Linked DNA regions of Mus musculus: region 1 is linked to region 2. A link is a contact called in public capture Hi-C data. All regions are on one chromosome and are shown on one strand. The core of a region is the stretch at or near the end of the contact, and the rest is flanking DNA. Distances in the headings are between cores, read along the strand shown.

Region 1 (5,024 bases), core at 1,987-4,486, 840 kb before region 2:
AATGATGTTTGTCTGTCTTCCAAGAAAAGACCAATTTAGGACCAGCTCCTTTTCAATTCAGATGTAGAACAAAGACAGACAAGAATCTCTCAGGCCTTCAAAGAGTACATGGAGCCCACATGTCAGCAGCCACCATGAACAGAGTCTTATCAAGGCACCCTTACATGAGAGTCTGATAACTCCCTCTCATGGATATGATCAAGGGTAGTTGCTGGCCACTTGCCCCAAGCCAAATGTGCGTGCTCTGAACAGGACAGATGACGGCTGCCAGTGCTGAAGAGTTACGGAGAAAAGTGTAGCATCATAGATTGTTGCTTCTGTCTCCAACCAGCAGAAAAGAGGGACGATGCAGCGTTCTTCTCAAAGCAGTTTATTCAGGAACCTTTCAACATGCAAGCAGGAATCTTCTCCCAGCCCCCAATCGCAATCACTTATATAACCCCTCAACCACTCCCCATGAGCCTAGTCCTTGTAATCTCAGTTCATTGGCCTTCGTCAAACGGCCTGATCTTGCGTCATGGTGCACCTGCGCATCTCTCACGATGGTTGTGGCTTATTTTCAGGTGTATGAGGAAGTCAGGTGCAAATCATAAGACTTAGCTGCAGTCCTGGGCGCCATCTTGGGACTACCGCCACACCCGCTCCCCACAATAGATGAAGTTAATATCACAAACTCTACCCTTGAACATTATTAACATTAAAAGTTTTATTTGTATTTCACAACAGTAAAAATTACGTAGTTTTTAAAAGATATTTTCCTGGCAACAGCAACAAAACAAACAAACAAAACCCATCAGGACAAAACGTTTTTGTTTTTTGTTTTTCAGTTTGCAGAGGCTACTGTAACAGAGTCATGAGTTGAGCTGTATAAGCAACAAAATTTTATATTAGATCTACTGTGAGGGGAAGTCTAGATCAAGTCTTACACACTGAGAAAGGCTGTAGTATCTGGTAAGGTCTCTCTGTCTGATGACAGGCTAATTCCCTACTGTGTCCTCATCTGGTCTTTGCTTGCTGGGTACATAGTGGGGGTGGGGGAAAGAAAAGACATGTTCTCTTTCTCTATTGGACTAGGAACCCACTTCTGTGATTTAATTTAACCACAAGACCCTCCTAAAAGGTCTCTCTCTAATCATGTTGACATTTGGGTGACATAAAGCTGCCCAATGACACAGAATGAACCCTGATCCCACAAGTCTCCTCATGCCTAAAATTCTCCAACCACCACCAAATCCTCTTAGTCATCAAAAGCCATGAGTTTAACCCCATGAAGCAACATCTCAGAAGTATGTCCACACATCACCAGAAGTCATATAGATAATGTGCAGAACCCCCGGGCAGAAAGCAATCCAAGTGTATTTCCTATGAAATAGCACAAACTCCCTGTACCAAAATGGTCCACAGAAGTGAAAATGAACCACAGTGTAGGTGAATCATACAAACGCAATAGAAGAAGTGAAAATCCAAGAAAGTACATCGTGTGTTACTGTGTTAATGTCAAGTTCAATGTTAGGCAAAATTATGGTCTTGAAGTCAGGGCTGTGCCCTGGCTAGGAGAGAATGTGGAGGGAAGGTTCTGGGTCCTGGGACATCTGCTGACCTACCTCCCGGTCTGATGCTCGCTACACAGGTGTGTGCTCCTGCTGTAAACATTCCTTGAGCTCAAGGCGGTGTAATCTCTGTGCATTGCTGACGTTAGGGGCCTAAGACCCCATGCAATTAAAAAAAATCCACATGTAGCTTTTGACTTCCTATCTAGCTGGCCAGAGGCTTTTACTGACGACACAACCAGGTCTTTCACATTTATTTTGTATGCCGTGTAAGTACTTAGACCCAGTGCAAGACATGGAGAGCATCAAGGGGTCACTTCTTACTGCCATGTGCTTTACTTAAGAGAGATGAACTGCTAAGGCAGAACAATCAGTGTAACAGGGCAGATGTTTGGTACCTACCCTGGAGCTTACCGCAGTGACAGCAGGAAATGATAATGGAGCTATTGCAGATGCTCACTGCTGAGTGTTAGATCTGAGTTAGCCCCATTAGCTCTATCCAGGGAAGGCTTAGTTCTTAGCCTGAGGTGCTACTGGAGGTGGAAAATAACTTTAGGAGGAGAGGCCTAGCATGAAGAAGTTAGTGTTGATGTTTTAGCCTCTTCCTGTTTCTGTCTTAGCTCCTTGGTCACATTGGGTGAAGAGATCTGTGGCCCATGATCCCGCTATGATATACAATGCACCCAGCAGGCAGAGAGAAACAGAGCCAAAACACTGAAACCTCAGAATTGAGGGAATATCAGCCTTCCTTTCCTTGTATTGATTAGCTCATGTGTTTTGTTACAGTTATGGAAAGCTGACTGAGACACCTATGTAGTAGTTTATGCAGTATAATTAATACCCTGTTATTTCCGTGTGCTTGTATTCCCCTCAACTGCAAATGGCACCAAGTATAATCTGTGTTTGTCTGTTTATGTCTTGAATAAAACTTAGCTTTTTTATAATATCCTCATGTCTTTTATGAGAGTCAATAATATAATTATGATCATCTACATATATGTGTTAGTGACATAACTAGATTTTTATTAATATATACACAAACCTCTAGGCTTCATAGACAAGTTTTTTTGTTGTTCTTTGTTTTTATTTTTATTGTCACACTTCTCAAAAACAAACAAACAAACAAATCTGTAATTCATACTAACAAGACCTGCCAAGTTCCTGCCTGTGTTGATTAAAGGTCAGCTGGACACGTCAGATTTTACTGAAGTTCATTTTAACAGAGCCTTGGGTCCCTCACACACTGACAGAGCATTGCCACTGTCCTGGTCCTTTAGGAGGGAATTGTGTGCCTTTTGTGGGCCCAGGACATGAGGTCAGGATGGGAAACAACTTAAAGGACAGCTAGCTGCAAAGCCTCATGGGAGAAGGCGCAGCACAGAGAGACCTGAATGCAGGGCAGGTGAGAGCAGAAACATCTCGGAGGGGAGCCTGGGCAACAAGGGCCAAATTAACACAGAGTAAAAGTTGGGCTTTCGGGGGAGGATTTTCTGAGATTACAACGGATAGAGTAGAAAAAAGAAATTGCTTTGGCAGAGTCATTTCAGCATTGCAAATGCACAGAAGACGAACTTGGGGAGGGAATGCGAGTTCACCGAGAGCAAATGCAAATCAGGACTGGCTGGCTTCGCGCTCATTTGCATCTGAATCCGCGGATCGTTTCCTGAGAGACAGGAAGTGCAGAACGTTCTGTCACCTTGCCCAGCCGACAATGCTGATGTTGCTGCTGTCACCAGCCGCCTGTTAACAGTATTACCAACTTTGAAAACTAGGGGAAGTGACTATGTACTCCGCACAGACAGGATCTGCTGTACTTTTTGGCTGAACTGACGGGACCCTTTGCTAACCAGACGCCATTTTTTTTTTTTTTTGAGCTCCAACCTATGGCTCTAATTACTGTCATTGTGCACACAGAACCAGAGGCATATGTCCTGCTCCTCACAAAAGATAAAAGCAGGAGGAAGGGAGGCCAATGTTGGGTGTGGGAGTCGGCAAGGAAAAGTGGGGTAGGAAAAGTTTGCTTGCTCCAAAGGAACGCTGAGACTTATGGGTGTTTGTTTGTGTGTTTATGTTATCATTACCCTTGTCACCTTCCCATGATCAATCCCAACGCACCAGGCACTGCTTAGTGAACTGTAGGACAACTCTAATTATTTTAAGGATATTGTAAAGCGGAGGTTCAGAAATATTGAATAATTTACCCAAGGACACACAGCCAATGTATGAGAGACTGGGGTTCTATTTCATGATTCCGAAATCATCTCCACCCACTTACTCATTTACTTCGTACGCCGTTTAGCTGTCTCCAGAGCAATGACAATTTAGAAGAGATTGATCTACTAGGAAATGAATCCAAAGGCAAGAAAATCAAGGTGAAAAGGCAGTGACATTTCCAGGAAGGACAAAGAGACAAGAGGAAGGTTTGGACTATTCCATGCAGAGATCTCAGCATGCTGGTTGCGATTGTTTGGATGGGGTTTATACCTGGACGATTTATTCCTGGAAAATGTGGTTGCTAGTGTGGCAATGCTAAGAAGCGGCAGACCCTCAGGAGACAGAGCCCAGAGTAAGGCCTTCGGGGAACCGATGCTATTCTTGTGGAGTGAGTCCTTGTGGGGAGACTTGTTTTCTACCCTGCCCTGTGATTTCTTCCTCTTGCATGTCCTTCTGCCATGATACCATCTACCATACATAGTGTGATGCCATAGGAGGCCCTTGCCAGAATTGATGTCGTGCTATTTGGACCAGGTCAAGCAATGGAAAGAGAGAGAGAATTTGGTGCCAAAGTATGATGAGCAGGGTTGACTGCCAATGGGAAAGAGGATCCATGAACCAAGTCTCCAGAGGCAGATGTACTGTGAAGTAAGGTTGCAGGGCCTCGTTTCTAAAGACCCTTTACAAAGAAAGGCCTATGGCATACACTGATAATGTACCCATATGGCCGTGTAATAGACAACATAGAGGAAGGAACGTTTTAACTCAGTTCTACTTGGCGTTGTCTTTCCAACTTCCCCTCCTTTCTTCCTGCCCTTGTTTCAGGAGGCTCCAGAGCATCCCTGGGTCTTTGAGGTATCTAGCTGAGGGAAATCTAAGTCCAGGATACATTTAGACCAACTAAATGGGATATTTTGTTAAAAGTTCTGGATCATGTCCACGCACAGCCTATCCCTACATAGGGGTGCCCCCTTTGGGGGGTACATATACTGACTGCTGATTTGGCCAGCTTCCTAACAAGGACACAGGTCACAGCAAGAGAAGAGTGAATTGTTGGGACTGGAGGGATGGCTCGGTGGGAAAAGCGCTTCCCATACAAGCATAAAGGCCTATGCTTAGATCCCCACAACGAACACAGGGCTGGATATGGTGCTTGTGTCTGTAACATCAGCTCTTCTACAGAGACAGGAGACCCCTGGAAACTTGATGGCCAGCTATGCTGGAGTAGACAGCAGCAAACACCAAGAGAGCAAACAAGGT
Region 2 (5,181 bases), core at 1,841-4,340:
AGATGCCTACATAAGATCTGACCGTAAAGGATGATGGGTGGGGCCATCCCTGGGCAGGAGATGCCCTTGGGTGGCACTGGTACTCTTGTGAACACTTGCTGCACTGGTACAAAGGAGAAATCTCACCCACTTAGCAGACTCCTTGAGATGAAGTAACCATCTACAGTTGCCAGGAAACAAAGGCATTCCTGCCTCCCACACTCCAGTCTAGGCAGACTCTTGCTGCTCCTGAGAAACCAAAGTTAAAGTTCTCTACCACTGTCCTAAGAAAGCCTCTCGAAGCAGGAGAAACCTATCTGGCTCAGAATCCCGTAATGATCAAGCAGTGTCTTACAACCATTGAAAGCTGAAAAATATGACCATGTAAAGATGCCCCAGATAGAAAGCAGTCATTGGATGAAGCAGGAGCAAGGGAAATGTTGAGAAAATACTTCCACTGAGTCCCAGAGAAACACACTTCACCTATGGTGAAAATGAAACCCGTAATGGAATCCTTCCTTGTACAGTCCTGAGGGAAAGATGAAGTAGCAGGCACAGCGCTCAGCTCCAGGTTCAGAGAAACCCTGTCTCAAAGAATAAGATGAAGAGGGACTGAGGAAGACATTGGAAGTGAACCTGTCCTCTAAACACACGTACATATGTACATGTACACACATATATCACACACACAAAGACTATTTTGAGAAAAAAACAAAACATGAGAGTCTCAGTTGCCAGTAGACTGGCATTAAATATAAATTTGCAACTAAAAGAAATTCTTCAAACAAAATGAGATAAAAGAGATGGAAAATTTAGCCCGCACATAGATAAAAGTAACAATGAAGGTACTAAACTTGGAAAATTCACCAAGGCATTTTGGTTATTGTAAGTCTTTTTAAAAGAAATTTGTTAATGCAAAATACTAATGCATTATAGAGTTTATGTCATATAGAGGAGGAATAATATGACTAAAACAGCACAAAAGACAAGAAAGGAATAGAGTTTTAAAGACCTTATGCAACAGAAGAAATGATTTATAATTTTAAAGGAGACTGGTATTTTGTAAATTCACATCAACCACTAAACAATAAGAAAGAGGTATATATCAAGAGGATATCTTAAAATCAAACTATCAAAAATAAGTAGAAAAGGCAAAATAAGAGAAAAATAAATGACAAATAGAAAAAGTAGCACATTTAAATCTAACTATAGTTATATAAAATAGGGTCTAACTGTCCCCATTAGAAGGCAGAAACAGGAAGTCAAAAAATAGCAAGACCTTACTATGTGTATTTTATACATATATAAATAAAGAGATGGTAAGTAGAAAAAGGATTAAAAGATATACGAAATTAACATTAATCAAAAGAAAGCTGGATCATAAAGGATGTAATTTCAAACAAATAATATAAGATCTAAAAAGAGTATCGTATATGACTTTAAAATTACAATAAGTGAAGAGTGATTTTACGTCATGATAATAAAATCTGCCAGAAATATATCAGTGCTAAACATATATGCATGCGCATAACACGGGTTTCAAACTACATGATGGAAACAATAATCTATTCAGATGGGGAATAGTCAAATCCACAACATAGCATCAACAGTGGAGAGTTCAACACTCATGTCTCAGTAGTGGACTGAACAACTGTCTAGGACAGTTGCTCCTCATGACTTGCTCAGCCTACTTCCCTATAGGACCCAGAAGTGCTAGGCCAGGAATGGCCCCACCCACAATGGGCTGGGCCTTTCGCCACTAATTAAGAAAATGCCCTACAGGCTCTCCTACAGCCAGATCTTATGGAGGCATTTTCTTATTTGAGGCTCCCTCCTCTCTGGTGACTCTAACTTGTGTCAAGTTGACATAAAAGTAGCTTCAAGTAGCCAGGACAAGCCACTTGAGGGGCTAGAGGGATGAAAGTGGTTACAATCTCCAGCTGCTTTTCCAGAGAATGTAGATTCAATTTTACACCCAAATGGCAGAACACAACTGTCTATAATTCTAGTCCTTGTGGATCCAATGTCCTCTTCTAGGCTCCATAGACATTGCTTGTATGTGGTTCACATTTATGCAGGCAGAATACCCACACACAAAATAAAAACAGAGGTATAAATATATATGTATGTATATATGCATGTGTGTGTGTGTGTGTGTGTGTGTGTGTGTGTGTGTGTGTATCCACCTAAGTAGCAATCCTAACGACAAAGCAAGAAGCTGACTTCATCTATAAATTCTTTCACAGAAAGCTGAAGCATGGGTCTATGAAGGAATCTGTGCCAGTTTCTAATCCCTGCTGCTTGTCCTTTGGGGCATGTATTTATCATTTACAGTATGAATTAGGTACCATGCTAAGTACTGAGATGTTCTCATTTAACTCTTTCAATGATCCTCACTGAAACAGTATCACTTCCTGTTGGTATCAGGAACTGGCTTTGCAGATCACCTCCAAACCCAGAGATGGCGGTGATGTCACCCATAGGCAACAGGGATCCACACATCTGTTGCCATGGCAATCACCATACATTCTCAGCGTCTTTTAGTTTACCTCCCATGAGCAGTTACATCACAGCCTAAATAAAAGGCATACCCTCTTGAGCTTTGCTCTCTCTCTCTCTCTCTCTTTTCCTTTGTCTCTATCACCCCCTTCTGCCTCCTCCCTCCCCCCAATAAACCTCTCTCATGTGGAACTGCCCTGGCCTGGTGTGGTCTGTCCAGACTCGAGCTTCGATTCCAACACAACACTTACTATGACCCCACAAGGTCTGGGGTCATGAAATTCACAAGAAAAAACTAGGGAGTCCTTGAATCTCATCTGAGTAAAAGCTGGTCTTAGATAGCCCAGTACCATGGTTCACTAATACAGGATCCTCCAGGTTCCTTGTTCTGGGCTCAGTGGAACTAAAGCAAAAGAGACCTGAATTCTAGAGGGAATCAAAGTAAATCAGATCCAAGATCCAAAATGTTTAGCCCTGGAACAGCTAAATGAGAAATGAGCAAATTTATTAAGTCTACACCTCCTCTGCCGCCCACCTCACACCACGACTGGTGCTGTATTGTACTGTGTCAGAACCAGTCAGTTCCCACAAGTACCACCTGGGCTCCCCTCTTTCCGGAGACCTCCCCGCTCCAGTTTAAGTCCTCAATTCGGCTTCCTTCCTCTTCACACCAAGGCTGGTAGGCTCTGAAAAACATCACCCCTACCTACCCCAGAGCCTGCTGGGAAGGCCATCTTTAAGAGTCTTAGTGTAGCAAGAACGTTGGTCTCTTTAACTACACAGAAATGTTGTGTGAATATGTTCTTGTTTAATCCCAGGTATGGGATTTGGGACTGCTTCCCATTGTCCACAGCAGGCAACTATGATTTGGGCTCCCGCAGGGGCATAATTTTGCCAGTGGAGAGTAGTTTACGTTTGGAATTCTGGGGAGTCTCCAGAGGGTGTAAAAAAGCTAGCGCCCCAGCTGTGGCTGCTCCCTCTCCTGCTCCCGCTGGATTGCTGCTGGAGATAGCCTGACGAGCAAGATCAAACTTGCTCTAAGGAGCCTGACACCCTTAATCAGCAGGAAATACTCTAATGAGATCCACGCCCCCCTTTACCTCTAACCTTCTTTCGCTACTAGCAAGGGTTGGGGGTTGGAAGGGTGGAGACAGTGGTAAGAAAAAGAACCCAATAAAGTAGCTGAAAACATGGCTATATCATAGAAAGATCACTGTGATAGACTGAGGGTCTCTTAGCTCTTCTTATCCCTGTAGCAAAATCCCTAACAGGCACAACCCAAAGAGGAAGGATTTCTTTGTTTGTTTGTTTGTATTGTTTTATTTATTTACATTTCAAATGTTGTCCCCCTTCCTGCTCTCCACTCTGAAAACCCCCCACCCCATCCCCCCCTCCCCTTTGCCTCTAAGAGGATGCTTCCACACCCATCCACTCCCACCACATCACAATGGAAAAGGTAGGGGAAAGACTGAAGGAGCTGAAGGAGATTGCAACCCCATAGGAAGAACAACAATATCATCTCCCCCCCACCCCCGCCCCCAGAGCTCCCAGGGACTAAACCACCAACCAAAAAGTATACAAGAACCGGTCCATGGCCCCTGCTACTTATGTAGCAGAGGACTGCCTTATCTGGCATCAATGGGAGGGGTAGGGCTTGGTCCTCTGAAGCATTTTTGTTCCTGGCTCCTGAGGTTTCAGTCCATCCTGAAATGAAAGGAGAGTGGGACAACTTACAGTAGCCAGGAAGGAGAGGGAGGGGGCGGGGAGGAGTGGCGAGGAGAGGGAGTGGAGGAGAGGGAGAGGTGGAGAGAAAAAGAGTGCCTAAATTAGCTAACTTTCTGCTTTTATTCCGTGGGGTCACCAGCCGATGGGATGGCACCCACACGCAGGATGAATCGTCCTCTTCCTTCATCCTCAGGAAACTTGAGCTCGGACATGCGCACTCACAGACTCGCGCTCACTAATCCCTTAGGCACTTCTCAATCAGATCGAGTTGGCAACCAAATTTAACCATCACAGAGGTTAACTAGAAATTAGAAATTTGAACCCGGAAGCCTACAGCACCATTATTGATCTGGCCCGTTGCCAACCCACACCAAGACCATTTCCACTATCCCACGGCTGCTGCCTGAGAGAGTGCTTCTTCTCTTCTGAGGGAAACAGAGCACAGACAGCCTCACCCCAGCCCCTAATACAATTCCAAGCATCAGCAGGGCCTTGATAGCCCTGTGGGCAAAAAAAAAAAAAAAAAAAAACAAGATAAACAGAAGAGTATGAGATTAAATGGAGATGCCAAGGGTCCCAGCTCAACCAACTCAACTAAGTTATCACTCTGGCTGCGGTCCTGAAAAAACAGAGCCATTAGCCATAACAAAAAGAGGCACCACTGTGTCTCCTTCACTGAAAAACAATCTGAATAAACAGAATTAGGAAATCGAATCTTAAGGACAGAAATGAGAGAAACGATTTAATTATACCTAGCTGCTCAGGAATTCTGAACATTCATACTTAAGTAAAAGCTCTTACGGACTCCTGAGGAGACCAAACTCAAAAGCCATGTCCTGTGTTATTTTGTCTCAGAACTGAACATGGCTGCTTCTGCGAATTCAAGAAACAAGGTGACTGACTATAAATCACTGTTTCCGTAATCGTGTTTTTGTTTTTTTGTTGTTGTTGTTGTTGTTGTTTTCATTTTTTTTTTCC

Evidence for each region. Capture Hi-C pulls out chosen DNA fragments and counts their contacts.
Region 1: a capture Hi-C map of embryonic stem cells shows a contact between it and region 2, with 7 times the contacts expected there. The contact joins two enhancer-like sites. A contact is called at or near these places in 1 of 115 datasets of contacts at active chromatin or transcription factors (embryonic stem cells) and 1 of 9 other capture datasets (embryonic stem cells).

The regions. Positions count from the first base shown.
Region 1 is chr8:35,121,708-35,126,731 of GRCm38.p6, reverse strand. No RefSeq gene overlaps it. Among named protein-coding and RNA genes, the nearest start is that of Gm34419, 29 kb to the right of the region's middle. Within about 2 kb of position 3,236, at least 100 of the 459 cell types and tissues checked have an H3K27ac peak or open chromatin away from gene starts, as enhancers often do. A contact at or near this core is called in embryonic stem cells, where this site is marked.
Region 2 is chr8:34,279,755-34,284,935 of GRCm38.p6, reverse strand. No RefSeq gene overlaps it. Among named protein-coding and RNA genes, the nearest start is that of Gm29243, 66 kb to the right of the region's middle. Within about 2 kb of position 3,090, at least 26 of the 459 cell types and tissues checked have an H3K27ac peak or open chromatin away from gene starts, as enhancers often do. A contact at or near this core is called in embryonic stem cells, where this site is marked.